Linked DNA regions of Gossypium hirsutum: region 1 is linked to region 2. Evidence: chromatin contacts called from public Hi-C data. All regions are on one chromosome and are shown on one strand. Each heading gives the region's core, a stretch centred on a gene start, on an enhancer-like site or on the middle of the called end of the contact. The rest is flanking DNA. Distances are from core to core; before and after follow the strand shown.

The links. Hi-C and Micro-C count contacts between places; a contact is called where the count stands out from the background.
Region 1: a Hi-C map of hypocotyl shows a contact between it and region 2, with 3 times the contacts expected there. The contact joins the promoter of LOC107945465 here to the promoter of LOC107945467 in region 2. A contact is called at or near these places in 4 of 34 Hi-C or Micro-C datasets (hypocotyl, leaf and seedling).

The regions. Positions count from the first base shown.
Region 1 is chrD12:27,354,157-27,357,122 of Gossypium_hirsutum_v2.1, forward strand. It overlaps LOC107945465, which reads left to right and starts at 1,585. Exons shown (of 10, transcript XM_016879481.2): 1 at 1,585-2,676; 2 at 2,943-2,966. The coding sequence starts at 2,295.
Region 2 is chrD12:27,214,736-27,217,592 of Gossypium_hirsutum_v2.1, forward strand. LOC107945467 (serine carboxypeptidase-like 2) reads left to right here and starts at 1,442. Exons shown (of 14, transcript XM_016879484.2): 1 at 1,442-1,701; 2 at 1,853-1,989; 3 at 2,071-2,147; 4 at 2,241-2,363; 5 at 2,472-2,574; 6 at 2,666-2,697; 7 at 2,819-2,857. The coding sequence starts at 1,568.

The sequences.
Region 1 (2,966 bases), core at 335-2,834, 140 kb after region 2:
ATAGTAGAATCCTTATCATCAAATCCCTTATAGTCATCATCTTCTCTTAATCGGGTTAAAAATTCATCTATTTCCTTTTATTGTCAACTTTTTTTGCTTTGCTTTCTTAAAAGGTTGATCATATTATTTCTTCTGGTGATTCTTATAAAGAAAATAAAAATGTTAATGATTCACACATTTATATTATTATATAATATTTATTGATAAATTTAAAATTATAAAATTTAAAAAAACATACAAAATATCATATATTAGTTACATTTGGGCATTGTGCAACATTGTTGGTTTTATAAGCAATGGAAATTTTAAATCGTGTTATTCCTCCTTTTAACTTTTCCACGTAGTTTACATGTTTCCTTTCATATTTGGCATAAGAAATCTAAAATGCCATCCTATATCTTCGCTTGATGCACCCTTTAAATTAAATCTACCTCAAATTATAATGCATAATTTTTTAATAAATTAAACCTTGAACAATTTTTTTATATTAAACCTTTAAATAAAATTAAATTATAAAAAATTTAAACCTTTAACTTAAATTTCAAGATAGAAAACGAAAATATAAAAATAATAATCCATAAGGTTTTTAATAAATTAAACCTTTTAATTATTTTTTATATTAAACTTTTAACTAAAATTAAATATAAAAAATTTTAAATACATGATGGCATATTTTATGATTAGTTATACAATAATCATAATTTCATAACTATAATTATTAATAATATAAAAAATAACAATCAAATAACCAAACCAAAATAATAAACAAATATAAGTAATCATTAAATAACCCATTAAAATAACTAACAAATATAACTCATAATCAAGTAAACCATAAAAATATTAAATGAAAACTATGTTTAAACACAAAATCAACCCAAAGTCCAAATACCATCAGCCACCCACCCATAATCTACCTACCCATTCCCACTCAAATACCCAAATCCCCAAACTTAGGCCAAACCCATAAAAAACATCATGGCCCCCATCACGATTATACCCAAACATGGGTCCGGCGGAACTAATCTAAAATTTTAAGTTTGTTTTCTAAATTTGAGTCTAACTTAACTTAAAAATCACACTTAAAATTTTACTTAAACTCGATCCGATCTATTTGTATTAATTTTTTTATGTATTATTTTTATATAAAAATAAATATTAAAAATATAATACATTAAACACACTAAAAATATTAAAATAATTTTTTTCTCAAACATTGAAAATATATTTAAAAAATCTTTATATTTAAATAACACTAATATAATATTCAAATAATAACAATAAAATAGTACCAATATAATAATAAAATGAGAGTAAAATATCATCAAAATAGCAACAAACAACAACAAAATAGCAGTACAAAAAACATTTAGGTATATTCGAGCCAAGCCTGACAGGTCAAAAAAATCTTACCCAATATCTATTTTTTTATCTAATCTAATTTTTTAAGCCTGTATTTTACCAAAACACTCTCACTTTTCAAACAGCTTTCGAGCTTAGATGAATGAATAAAAAATACAGCAAATAATAACAAAATAATAGCAAATAACAATAAAAGGATATCTAAACAAATTCAGAAGGAGCCGGGTCAGGCCGAAAAAATCTTCCACACCCTGTTTAGAAAGCGGGCTTGATTCCCAAATTATAACCTTCTATTTTTTTCCAGCATTTGTTTTTGTTTCATTTTTTCGTTCTGTCCGAAACAGAAAGTTAGAAAACTCTCTTTCTTACCCCCAAAACTCCCTATTCCATAAAACTTTCTCCCATAAAAATCTCATGAATCTAAGATCTAACTTCTAATCCTTGCTTAGTCCTTCGTTCTCCTCCTCACGTCTGCATCAAAAATGGAGAAACAAAACAAAGATCAAGACAGACTCAAGTGAAAATAGGTACTTGAAAATTTAAGCAATTTCTTGACTCTTGATGTGTATTGTAGATGAGGGAATGACGGGTTGCTTGGTTTTTGGCTGGATTTGAGTGTGTGTACTTTTTTTTGTTTTGTTTTAAACATTGAGTTTGAGGTTTGAGAAATGAAGTTATGTTTTTAGTTTTTACTTGTGTTTTAGACTCTGTTTAGATAACTCGAGCTGCTAACTAAGCCATATTACAGAACTATTATTGTTACCTTTGCAAAGTTTGGGCAACTGATATCAGTGTCCAGAAAGCACTTTATATCAGAAGGTACCAATTGAAACTCAACAACAACACCAGGTAAATTAGCTAAGTTAAATTAATGAATTGTTGATGTTGAATGCCAGTGAACAATCAAAGAATGGGTAAGATGTTACAAAAGCATGGACTATGACTATGATGTTGTGAATGCTTTAAGCTATCATCTATGTCTCTTAATTTTCGGTGTTTTGGAAGTTGGGTCCGTTACAGTGGGTTCTAAGTTTGGTGTTGGAGTGAAAAAAGACCAAAACGACGCTACTAATAAAAGAGCTAAAAAGGCACCACCAAAGACAAGAAAGCCATCGAGCAGACACCAAAACGACCGGTTCCGACTCCGACTGTATTTTCAAAGTCCTGCCTATGCATGCTTTCCTCAATTTCTCAAGTCCGACTCAACAATGGGTACCAGGAAACGGGACCTCCCCTCTGCTTTGCTTCTCTGCCTTATCTTCTTCCTTCTTTCAAGTTTTTCCTCCTTTGCATCTGCCCAGAAACTTTCTTTGGGTACTCTCTGCCTTCTTTTTCTTTCTTACTTCTTGCATGTTTATCTTAACTCTCTGAATTCTATGAATTAGGGTTTTCTTTTTGCCTTTTAGTGGTTAAAGAGTTAAATCTTGATGAAATTAGATGGATAAGGAATCAAATGTTCATATAGCTTTAGTTGGTTGGGTTGTCTGTGCTTATCATATTTCTTGTAATTGCTCGTAATAATGTCTTAGTAGTGGGAAGTCCTTAAATTTTGATTGTATCATGTTGTTTTATGTTTGCAGTTGTTGGGGAGTTTAATAAGACGT
Region 2 (2,857 bases), core at 192-2,691:
TTCTAAACACCTCTATTGATTCTTTATTTCATAATCACCATTGCAAAACATGCGTGAATTTCAAATCAAAATTTATCTATTCATGTTGTTATGATTAGTTTCAAATTATAATAAATATGATATAATAAATAAATCATAGTAAAATATACCTGAGATTTTTTAACAACTTTGTTTTCGTAATAACATTTATAATCTAATAGTAAAAAAATCATTTAATAAACAAAATCAAAATTTTTGTGTATGACGCTTGAAAGTTATTCGATACATATTGTACCAAATTTCAATACCACATATATCTTATAAAATCTTATGATGCTCTAATCAAATATTTATAAATTCAATTTAAAAGATATAATACAATAATTTCAAGCATATTTAGTAATAATAATTTAATCATAAAAAAATTTAATCATCCAAATATCATATATACTATAATTAATAAAAGAATCTTAGTTTAAAAGAAACCTTAAAGAAATAATATTTTTCATAAAATAATTTTACCAAAAATCAATCAACAAAGGAGAAAAACATACCACATAAGGATTATATAAAATTCTTTGCATAATGATTACTCATAATACGCAAGCTTCAATTGAAGACTGAAATAACAGTAGCTCTAGAAGGTAATCGACATCAGCTTGAGTAGCAAATTTGAGTGACTAGCTATTGCATTGGTTGTTGCTTGAACGGGGTAAGGCTTGGTGAAAGGGAAAAAATTTTGTGACTTATGGAGAAAAACAATTAAAATAGAATCGTGCTGATAAAATGTCATAAAATAAAATAACAGAGAATAAAGAACAAACAGAATGAGAGGACAAAAAAGAGAGCGTATTTTATTGATTAATCGGGACATTTACAAAGCTTCTCTAAAATTTTTATTTATAGGCATAAAAAGTATAAATGAAGTAGATATCTACTTCTAATGATTATTAAAATTTAAAGAACATCAAAACTTATTTTGATTTTGATGGACATCCACTTAATAAGATATCTATAACAATACACAAACTATATCTTTATATCTTATAAAAGATTAAATTATATTTTTATATTTTAAAAATTTTAAAAAGTTGATATAAAAAAACTTTTTCTCAAGTTACTTAAATTGATAAGTTATACAATCAAGCATAATAAACATACAACATAAAACAATAATAAAAATATATAAATGTGTGAAAAAATAAATTTTATGAGTGTTGATTTTCTAGTAAATACAAAATAAGTTTCTAATTTTATCCAAATTTGTAGCTTAATGAGAATGCATATACGGCAGTAGTTGCCTCTGACAATCAAATTCTGCCCATACATTACTTGAACGATTTATTTAGGATTAAAGCGTAATTGTCCTAACATGTATAATTTCTTCATGAGTCAACGTCAAAGGCAGCGCACTGAGCACAGATGTATAAAATATTTCGTCTATAAACACGTGGAAGTTTATTTGTTTAGTTACTATTTTTTTGAGTAGAAAAATAAAATAGGGTTTTATTTCTATCATCAGCAAGACAGTAGGTGTGAGTTGAGAATTCTGGCTTCAGATTGAGCTAAGTACAGTGGTTGAGCAAAGATGTCGGGATATATTAAGGCTGTATGCTTTTACATGGTATTTGTAATGAATTGGTGTAAGCCTGCAGTTTCATTTTCAGTAGTTGACTCTCTTCCTGGATTTACTGCTCCACTTCCCTTCAAACTTGAAACTGGGTAACTTCCCTTCTGCTAAAAGCTAATCTTTTCTTTAATCTTTGTATCCAACACATTTTTCGAATATATATGAGAATAGAGAGAGTATGTACTCCATTGGAAACTAATCCGATTGACTAGTCATAACGGGTTAGCTAATTGAATGTCTCAGATACACAGAGGTGGATGATTTGGAGTTTTTCTACTATTTTATTGAATCAGAAAGGAACCCAGCAGGGGATCCTCTAGTTCTTTGGCTCACTGGAGGCCCTGGCTGCTCTAGTCTTTCTGGGTTTTTCCTTGAAATAGGTGATCTGGTTGGTTATATCCACTTTGTCAAGGAATCATATCTTAATTACAAGCTCATTTCCAGCCTCTAAATCCATTTAGGACCCCTGCATTTTAACATGGTGGAGTACAATGGCAGCTTACCAACTTTTTTCCTGAACCAATATGCATGGACAAAGGTGAAATCATTTACGACTAATTGAGTTGTGCCAAGCCTCTTATTTCCCTTTACTGATATTTGATATTCGTGAACATCCTTGATAATTTTCTAGGTTTCAAGTATAATCTTCCTAGATGCTCCTGTTGGTACTGGATTCTCTTATTCAAGGACCGCCCAAGGTTTCAAGACTGGGGATATGAAACATGCTATTAGTTGTTATAATTTTCTGAGGAAGGTTTAGACAAATCTCTACTGCTAATATTGCTTGTACTTAAATATTCCATATATTGCTATAAGGTTTAGACAACTCCTTTTGTAACCTGGAGTAGTGTTTTCTGTTCAGTGGTTGCAGAGTCATCCGAAGTTCATCTCGAATCCACTTTACATTGCCGGAGACTCCTACTCGGGAATGATTGTACCTATAATTACTCAAGCAATATCAGATGGTAGCTAGCTACATCCTCATCCTCATAAGACTTGTATTTTTATATGTTGTTAATCAATGGAGCAATAACCATGTTATTCATCTTGGTTCAGATATTGAAGCCAAACCAGTATTGAATCTCAAAGTAAGTACTCCACCATCAAATTCCTGATGAGAATACCGATTTGTTGTGCTTCAAAAATTTCTTTTTACGATATGGTGTTTTAGATTCCGGAATGCTACAAAATTTCTAGCAATTATTGCAGGGTTATTTGCTTGGCAATCCATTCACTGATGCGAAATTT